Linked DNA regions of Oryzias latipes: region 1 is linked to region 2. Evidence: chromatin contacts called from public Hi-C data. All regions are on one chromosome and are shown on one strand. The core of a region is the stretch at or near the end of the contact, and the rest is flanking DNA. Distances in the headings are between cores, read along the strand shown. Region 1 overlaps LOC101173164 (neural cell adhesion molecule 1). Region 2 holds the start of LOC101164994 (5-hydroxytryptamine receptor 3A-like).

What was found. A called contact is a pair of places that touch in the nucleus more often than the background predicts.
Region 1: a contact with region 2 is called in a Hi-C map of embryo, with 3 times the contacts expected there. The contact joins the enhancer-like site here to the promoter of LOC101164994 in region 2. A contact is called at or near these places in 4 of 5 Hi-C or Micro-C datasets (embryo, fibroblasts and gastrula embryo).

The regions. Positions count from the first base shown.
Region 1 is chr14:25,502,889-25,507,720 of ASM223467v1, reverse strand. LOC101173164 (neural cell adhesion molecule 1) reads left to right here. Exons shown (of 20, transcript XM_023962560.1): 20 at 1-211. Among protein-coding and RNA genes, the nearest start is that of zbtb16, 36 kb to the right of the region's middle. Within about 2 kb of position 2,065, at least 4 of the 8 cell types and tissues checked have an H3K27ac peak or open chromatin away from gene starts, as enhancers often do. A contact at or near this core is called in embryo and gastrula embryo, where this site is marked.
Region 2 is chr14:25,291,961-25,296,952 of ASM223467v1, reverse strand. LOC101164994 (5-hydroxytryptamine receptor 3A-like) reads right to left here and starts at 2,557. Exons shown (of 9, transcript XM_023962802.1): 1 at 2,521-2,557; 2 at 722-906. The coding sequence starts at 2,557. It overlaps htr3b (5-hydroxytryptamine receptor 3B), which reads right to left. Exons shown (of 8, transcript XM_023962756.1): 8 at 4,341-4,992.

The DNA.
Region 1 (4,832 bases), core at 816-3,315, 210 kb before region 2:
ACACAGGAGCCTTGAACCTCCACCACCAGCAGCTGGCCGCTGTCATTGATGCGCAGATGGAAGCGACAGCTCCCGCCCTGCTGGTTGGAAACATCTCTGTCCGCCTATCTTCTTTGTCTCTGGTGTAAATACTGAACACTAATTGAGGAAATAAACCCATTTGGGCTCTGCCAGAATTATTTCTGTTCAATAAAGTAAAAAAAAAAAAGAACTTTGGGTTGTTAAGTTTTTCTTTTTTGACAAATGTGGATTTAAAATACTATAATTTCTTAGTAGTATTGCCTTATTTTATGTAATGTGTTAAAAGTACATATAAAACCTCTGTAGTATCATTATGTTTACTGCAGAAAAGAGTTATTTGAATAATACTTATAGATGGATACATGGAGAATAAAGTTGGAAATGGAAGATTTAGTGGAACAGCAAACTGTATTAAAATTAAGAATAGAAGAGCTAACAAATGTTATTTGTTTTTTAAAATTTTGCTCACACTGCTTTAGAGCGAAGATGTTTTTTTCTCTACCAGGGTAAAAATTTGGAATTCCCAAGGAAAAGTTAGTGAAAAATGCCCCCTGCTGATCCAAAATGGTTCAGAGTTCTGATAGGAATCAGCAGGAGGTTTGAAATTCTTTTACAGCTGAAAAGAGAAGAATTCACATGTAAACTTAATCACATTGTGCTCCTTTTTTTTTTCTTCTAAATAGTTGTTAGATTTTCAGAGTAAAGGTTGATGATGCAAACATGTTTGCAAATACTTCTAAGAAAATATACAAAACACGAATGTTCAGATCTGCTGCCCTAAAAGACCCTCTGTGCAAAAGAATTGAATGTATGATCAATTTTAGAACAAAAAATAGAACATCTCCCCACGTTCTACAAATAGAAACAGCATTTTTACTCAAGGAGAGGCGACAAGAAGCGAAATATTATCCCACTTGATGCATTAAACACAAGCAAAAGTAGGACGTTTCTACACAGCTCTTTTGGGGCTGATTAGTTGTTGATGTGCACTCATATTTTGCCTGTTCGTGTTCTAGAATCCCTTTTCCGAGAGTTAAAAAGAAATAGTTTCAAAATAAAACCACAGCACATAGAGGGAAAAAAGAAGCACACAAGCTCTGTTGTCAGGCATTAATCTTCCACAAATGCTGCATTTCCGCTCACATACCGCTAGAGGGCAGCATGACTCCAGCCTTTTTACAGGCTTAATACGACCTCCCAAACCTATTTTAAACATAGAAAATGGAATTGAACAGTTATATATACATATATTTCGAAATATAAAAATATGCTTTTGATTACAATGCAACTCCTCGGTGGCATTTTAAGTAATCACTCAAGTGGATTTTTATTTATTTAGTAGGAAGAAAAAGTTAAAAGTTGGAGGAAAAAGATGACTTTCAGAAAATTAATCTTTTTTTCCATAATGCATTAGAAAGATGTTAATAATAAATACCAGAAATGAAAAGTTAAGCAAAAAGTTGTGCAAACTCTTTATGAGCTGACATCATTTTTCACTCTGAAGATTTAAAAAAAACAGTAAAAGGTTAAATGTTTTATGGATTGTAGAGTTCAAAAAAGCTTTTATCGTTGCCGGCCTGATTGTCTATCTGGTTAAAACTAATTACTCTGCAATACCAGTCTTTGCTTTCAAGTTTTTAAAGTAGAAAAACAGGAATTTGTTAGAAAAGGACAATGGATTTGGACTTTACAGCCCAAACTTTTTTCTTTTAATTTTATCTTCTTATTTCAAAAAAATATATCTTCATAATGGTTCTATGTTTAAAGCATCTGCTGGGTTTCATTCCAGATCTTTATTTTCCTTCTTTTTCTTTGTTTTCAGTGTAGAACAAACACTGAATACATTTACATAAAAGTGCAGCGCTGCTCTGATTCACAAATCAGATTCTCCTATGGGTCAGAAGAAGAGAACAATCCCAAATCAGCCCTTCAAAGCTCCGTGTCATTCCCCTGCAGACGCCATTTCGCCTCTCCGCCACTCTCGTCCCCTCAGCTCTGCACACACAAGATTAGGCTCCTTTTCAGGGGATCTGTCCCTCCCCCGTTCAATAACAATAGTCCACTTTGGTTCCCTTTGGCTCTGGGTTGATGTTACACAGTGATAACTAAAGGCCCTCAATTCAGGCCTGTAGTTATTACCTGCTTGGACACAGACTGCCGCCTTTGTGCTGCGGCGAGTGAAGGAACAGGTTTCTGCGCAGCTCTGAGCTCAAACCTGTTCACCTTTGAGAACAGTCGCAGATTTTCCGGACGGATTCTTGTTTCCAACCAAAAATACCCAGCAAGGGTGTGGATGGGATCTGTACGTGGGAGGGGGCTCTTGGTATTCAATATGGCTGATTGTAATAGGCTGGGACACCTTTCAGTCAAGCAAAAGAAGGAAGAAAACAGGCCCGGTGCACCCACCCGAGCATTTTCTGTGTTCACCCTGTCCGGGGTCAAGAGGCTGCTAGAGGCGATCCCAGCTGTCATCAGAAGAGCGAGGGGCGGGGCTCTTCTTCTCACACTCCAATCTGCAATTCATTTAGGATCTTTGACTCCATAATATTCTCTGAAATGAGTCCCAGAACCTCCTGTCAGTGTTAATGACTGTTTTTGGTTGTTTTTTATAACAGGATGTTCCTGTTAATGTTCAGTTAATTCAAAAGCGAAATAATTTGAACATGCAGGAGACTGGATTTTTCTCACCAAATGTTGTTTCACAATAAGGAGCCAAACTTTCTCGCTCCCCTTTGCAAACAACCAAACATGTGCAAAAGGACGTCGACTAAGAAAATTACCTAAAAGTAGTGAAATAATCTGTACAAGCAGCAAGTTATTATTTCTTAACAGGAAATCTCAAAATTTAGCAACGAGTTCCAAACAAGCATTCAAAAAGATAACATAAGTTAACTGTTAAGTAAAGATAGCGAACTGCTGAATATCGTAACGTTTTTTTATTTTATTTTGCTTGTTCTTAGATTTTTATGTATCTTTTGAGTTTTTGATCACCTAAGTGTAGTTTATCTTGATTACAGTCACAAAAAAAACAGTGTATTAAGTAGAAATTATATTTTTTGAACAAACTAAATGAACTACATGAAAATACCGTTTGGTCCATCTTCATAAATCCTCAGCAAACACTAACACTTCTTTGAACATAAATCTACATATTTTGTTTCAAAAATAATGACAACCTTTGAAATTACATTCTTAAAGTTGAACCAAAAATGCAATTTGAGTTTTTTTCTATTTTTAAGAGTTTAGAACAAAAGGATTTTGACTCATTTTTTAAAGTAATTTCCTTATTTCTAGGTTAAAGCTCTAAGTGTGAAAAAAAAAAAAGCTTGTAGAGCAAAAGAAGGTATTGAATTAATAGAATTTGTTTCGGTAAAATATATTAAGATAGGCTTTGAAGTTCTGCCCTTTAAAAACAAAATATAATCTTGAAATTATCTATAAACACTAATTTCTAGTTTTTTTGCTCTGATCAATGGAAATATTATGTCGTAAAATAAGTGTGCATTGTTAAAAAAAAGTTTAATATCTTAAAAATAGGTTTATTTATATACATACATGTTTTTGCCCCCAAAAATATCCTCGAACTATTTTTATTTCTAGACCAGTTCAATTATGTTTAAGTATAATATTTTTACAAGTAAGAGTACAAGTATAATAAGACACATTTTAATATAAAGTTATCAAATTATAATAAACTAGTTTCATTAGAGATCAAATAACTCAACAAAATATTCAAGAGTTATTGTCTTATTTATTGTCTGATATTAGGTGTAAAAGATAAAAAACTTGATAAAAAAATAATAATGATTAATTGACTTAATAAATTGATTCATATCTAACCAAATTTCAAAATTCACATTACTTTATTTCTATAGCAACCTTTTACTATAAAGAAAACAGCTCAAGGTGCTGTACATAAAAACCAACAAGAATGCAAAAAATATTTAAATAGACGCCTCATAATAAAATACACAAAAACAAGCACAAGTAAAAGAGAAATGACTACAAAATAAAAATAAAAACCTTAAGAAGAGGGAACCAAGAAGGCCCCAGATCGATCTGTCTGAGGAAAGTTGTTTATCGTATCAAAAATGAAACAAATTGATTATATTAATAGTGAGAAGTACCATTTGGAGCAATCCATCGTTTCAGTCCAACGTGTGGAAAGACTTTAAATGTCATGTGACCATACAGTGTTGTAGAATGTTCTAATAATGTTCCCTTTGGATTATTTGGATGTGGGCCAAACTTGGGGAAACTAAGATGTGATTGGATTTGCCATTAACTATTGTTTACTTGTTTGTTTGTACACATAGATAGTTTTGTTGTTGTTGTTTTTTTGATGATCTTGCAGGAAATCCAAGGAATCTGGAAAACTTCACACAGGTCTCTGTGTCTCTCTGCAGTCTCTGAGTCACACCAGTGGAATTAAATAGTTGTTAAAATGAATCGTTGCATAATACTAAGCGATATTTTGCGTTTTTGCAATGTTTGAGAGTTTCGGGAACAATCCTGATCCCCCGATCCTGATTGGGAATTATATGGCGGATACCAACATGGAGCATTTTTATCTTTTATGTATCTTAAAATGTTTTGTTCCCTTCATCGAGTTTCTCTGAGAAAGAGAGCATCCCAGAATTCAGCATGTTAAAATGCGAATCGGAAAAGAAAAGGCCGAGCTTCCTATCCAGTCATAGTCTGAGTTCACAGAACCGAGCAGCAGCCTCTTCAAGCTAATGGGAGCTGATGTATTCAAAGCATATTCCCTCTTTGTTGTCAATAGATTGTGTGTTTTTTGTGTATTTTTTTTT
Region 2 (4,992 bases), core at 1,308-3,807:
AAACTGAAACTGCCCAAAAATCTCACTTGTCAATTTGGATTGAAATATTTTTATGTTGTCTAACAAAGATCAAACATGATGAGACAAACTAAAAATGTATAAAGCTTAAATCAAAACCAAGACAAATTCAAAACGATGTGAAAATTGTCTAAATAAATCACTGAACTACAGCTTATTCAATGTTCTAAAGGTTTATTCAAAGGGTGTCATAAAAATGTGTCATAGCTCTTTTTATGTTGGGCTTTAACCAAAGGTTTCAAAATAGAAACTCTTTAAAATCTTTACGCTAAATTTGTGAATGTAAACTGTCTATAGCTGAAACCAATGTAAGATGCTATTGGAAAACTCACATGTGAGGACAAAGACTGCTAAGGGTTAAAGTTTTTCAAACACAAAAGTACTATTTTGCCAGCATAGATGCGAAACATGGTGAGCTTAGATTACGTATTTATTAAGGTATGTGTTTATTTAGAACTGATCAAATAAATACACATAGGTGCAACGATAATTCACTATATATGCAAAGTTCAAAAACAGCCAAAGTCCAAAACCCTTTTTCAATTCAGTCCAAACTCCAGTTTATATAAACCGCAGTTTTACAGAATTACATTAAATAAAGACTAAAACGCTCTAGTTACAAAATGACATCAAAGATGCAAATGTGTAAAGCTAGTGTGCAACCACCAGCACTGATTAAAGACATGCATGAGTTCCAACTCACCACGTTGAGAATGGAGTAAACCATGAGGTCTATAGCAACGATGGTGGACGTCCTCCAGTCCTTTACCGGCCTCACGCCTTTCTTATATCCTGAACTCAGAAACTCAGACAGACGCACCAAAGTAGCGTTGGCAAACCGTCCGCTGCTGCTGCTGCTGCTGCTGCTGCTGCTGCCCAGTTTTTTTGCTGAAAAGACACAAAAGGGGTTAAGCGTTTGCTTTGACATACTTTATTCATAAGCAAAAGAGTGGGTCATTATTTTGTTAAAGAAGGTTCAACTACATGAAGAATTGACAGACTTTGGTCTTCTGATTGGATTTTCAAAACTAGTGCATATTCATGTAAAAATGTCATCAAATGTCTTTATTTTCTGTTTTTCCAAATTATGTTATTGAAATTTGACATGTAGCACACAAAGTTTGGAAAACCAACCAATAAACAACACAAATCACAACAGCAAAAGCAGACCTCAGCAACTAAAATACAAAACATCCAAACGCATAAAGATGCTTCTATTGTCTGTCCAGTCTGGATCAGTTCACTGTAATGATGTTATCATTTTCAAACAATCCCACAAATATTTTTTTGAAAATGTTAATAATGGCTTCAAAATTTCTAAGGTGACGATCGTAGAAATAGAAGTTTTCTGTGTTTGAGGCATTGCAACTTAATAATCCCATTGTAGCCTTCATAGCCAACATCTGTAGACATCTTATAACATTTTTGTTCAGTTTCAGAGAATCTGTTACTAGTTGCCGAAACTGGAGTAAAGTCTGTCCTACGGTCAAATTAAGTTCTTTGCTTTCTAAGAGAAACCAATAGCCTTAAATTACCATAAGCAGTGAAATCAGGTCCGGAGTTATGATCGACATTTAGGGCGGTTTGGTGAATTTCCTGGATTTCATTTGCAATATATGCAGGAAGGGATAGAAACATTTTGTAGAATATTTTATTGCACCTTTTTATTTTTGTTACATAAAGATTTCTTCCCATGAGTCGGGCTACAGTTGATTTAAATACCCAGCTCTTAAAAACTTGATCTTAATTCAATGTTTGCAGCTCAGAATAAAATCTTGATTTTAAAAAAAAATGCCCACGTTCTTGGTGGCAATCCTCTGAAAGCTCCAAATGTTTTATTTGTCTTAACCTAATAAAATGTCTTCGTTTTTAGTTGTTCAATTCTGCTCTTTTTGACTTTATCGCATCAAGCACTTAAGCCTTATCAGCATCTTAAACTGAAGCGTGTTATTGGAACAGGTCTATTAAAAGCAGTGCTGTTTTTTTAGTCTGGTAATCTACAAACAAGCAAGACATTTATGTTACTCTGATAAATGTTGACACAAAATACATGCTGCCGACTCAACTGAAATGATCCAATAATGCCACTTGCTTAGTGGTTGAAAAGCTTTCATAAAGAACTTTAATTTAAAAGTGAAGATGCTTTTATATCTAGAATAAGCTAAAAACATCACAGAACGTTTGCAAGTAAAATAAAAAATCAGAAGTTCCTGTACCTGTGCATGCTCTTAATGCTCCATCAATCAGAATGAAAAGAAGCAATGCCCAGGCGGATGAGGGTCTCATGGCTCTGGTCCACCTCTGTTTTCTGTTCAAAGTCACTCTGATGAAAGGCCACGGGATCCTTAACACACCCGTCGACTATATGCATCACTTCACCCTCATCCACGATGAGATCTTGTTAGTGTCAATCGGGTCAAGAGGGAGCATCAATCTGCCGCGACGCCACTCCTCCTCGTTCAGTAAAGCAGCAGCTGACTGTGATAAGTGGAGCGGAAAAACCACAGACGCTCTCCCAGGGCTGCTGAGAGTGGATCATGTTTCCCATCTGAGAAATGATTTCATTAAGTAATGCAACATCACTAGAAGGGCATGACAGTGATAGTCAATTAAAAAGCTATTAGGCAGGATGTCGTCTCACCTGCAGATGGAAGTCTGAGTAAACATTGACGTCTTTTCACTGTTTTAGTTGTTTGTAGATGTCTGTACGTAAATATAACCAAAGTCTTGTAAAAGTAAATGGTCTGAACTAAAATCAACAGAGCATTTTGATGATTATTTCCAAATGCCTCAGAAAGCATCAATCAAAAGGGACCATAATGTAACTGTCTAATACATATGTGTGCATGTTTGACAAAAAGGTGTAAAGACATTAACCTATGGTATTCTCTGAATCTCACTGGTCTTTCTACTGATGTGAGAAGGACACTGACCCCCCCCCCCCCCCCCCCCCCATTACTGTAGTTTTCATTCAAAATTCAATGAAGGCTTCAAAGAGTTTTTAGCTTTAAGATGTTTGTCATAACAAAGCGATACTAAGAGTTATGACTCATAATACTGACACTCATTTGAATAAACCCTTGGAACACTGAAAAACCTGTAGTTCAGTGGAGCTTCGCCTGTTTTTTTTGTTTTTTTTACCTTTTCTTTGCTTTGGTTCTAGATTTATACATTTTTAATTTGTCTCTACACATTTAATCTTAGTTATATAACACAAAACAGTTTGTTTTTTGCAGTGGAAAATGACAAAAGTTACAACTCAGAATTGTGGTGTTTTTGTTTTTTTACAGCTTATTGTGGAGTTTTTGTGTAATTAAAAAAAAATATATAGATATATGTATATTGTTCTGATTGTATAAGTATTGTTTCGCAACCCATTCTTTAACAGTAATCCGACATTAAAAATACTAAATTCACCTCATTGTTTGGAGTCTCACTCAAAAGAAAGCCAACAATCACTTGGCTGAAAAAAGTACCAGGAGTTAATTAAGAGTCAAGTGCAGTAAAAAAAACAAAAAAAACAACATTTTATCACTTTCTAGACTAGATTTCTTATTGTGCTCATATATTTTTTTAGTACGTGTTATAAAAAAAGACCTTAAACAGTTTAGTTTTCAGGGAAAATGTTATTTTACTTGTTCCATGGATTCTCAATCCTGTTTTATGGTGATTTACATAAAACATCAATTAAATGCATAAAAACTAGCATTGTAATGGTGTAGTCTTAAAACATGTAACTTCTAAGATATTTGTATTATATGTTTTCTGTGATGCATGTCTGATATTCATGTATTCAGAGTTGAGCTCAAAACACTGCTGTGTTTTGTGGCAATAAATGATAATAATCGAAATACTATCATCATCACCATCAGAACAACAGTTTGATTTCTCCAGAGAAATGTCTCCTGGACAGTTTCAGCTATTAGAATTTTTATTACCAGGAAACATGACAGACCTTTGTTGGGCTGATGTTACCTAACAGAAATAAACTGTTATGGAAACATAATTTGAGATATTAAGCGTAAATGTAATTTGTGATTTTTTGTTATCATAGTGTGTAGCTACACAAATGGATAAAAATATAGTAATAAGAAATAAAGGAATTCACGCAATGACTTAAATAATCACTTTTTTGTTCTGTCTCTTTGATTACATTTAAAACTTCATTCATGTCAGCTTCTTACATTTATCATCAGGAAAAAAAACAATTTAAAAGATTTATCTGTCTTGAAGGAATTTGTTTTCAGTACATTTTTGTTTAGTATTTTTTTCTGTTCAATTTTTAAAAACAATGTAGATCATTTAACTATTTTTTTTTAAATGTGTGAACGTGTTCCTTACTATCAATCAAAGGAAAAATATAATAGTTTTTACATTCAACATTAACTCTTAATCTATTACCACAGAGATTTTCAGATACACTCTGTATGGAATGTTTCTTCTTAAAGTCACCGTGTTGTTCTTTTGTCTCCAGGTAGTTCGGAGCTTGTGTTTGTTTTTGCAGGATGAACTTTTGACCAATTAGGCTCATACCAGGTGGACATGCATGGTGCGGTGTGTTGGTTGGAATGTTCATGGAACCTCTCACTCTGTGCAAATCCTAAACCCTAAGTCCAGCTAAACATTCCCATACCATAACACTTCCCCCTACAAACTCAGTCCTTGATTCAGTCGTGACTGTGGGACTTTCAGACTTATTCCTGTTGGATTTTACCCCCGGTTTTTGAGCATCTATTGATGGTAAAAGAAAGAGAGTGACTGATGGTCTGTCGCTTTTATATTCACTTCTTTATTATATTTTTAATTTACAAAGAAACCAACTTTTTTCAGATTTTCAAAATGAAAAACATACCTATGGAAAACAACAAATTTAAGCTGCAGAGTCTTAGCACACATGTATGTGAATATTAAGCATGGGACTGGGCTGATTACACATCAAGCTGGTGTTATAGTAAAATCCAGATATAATTTCAT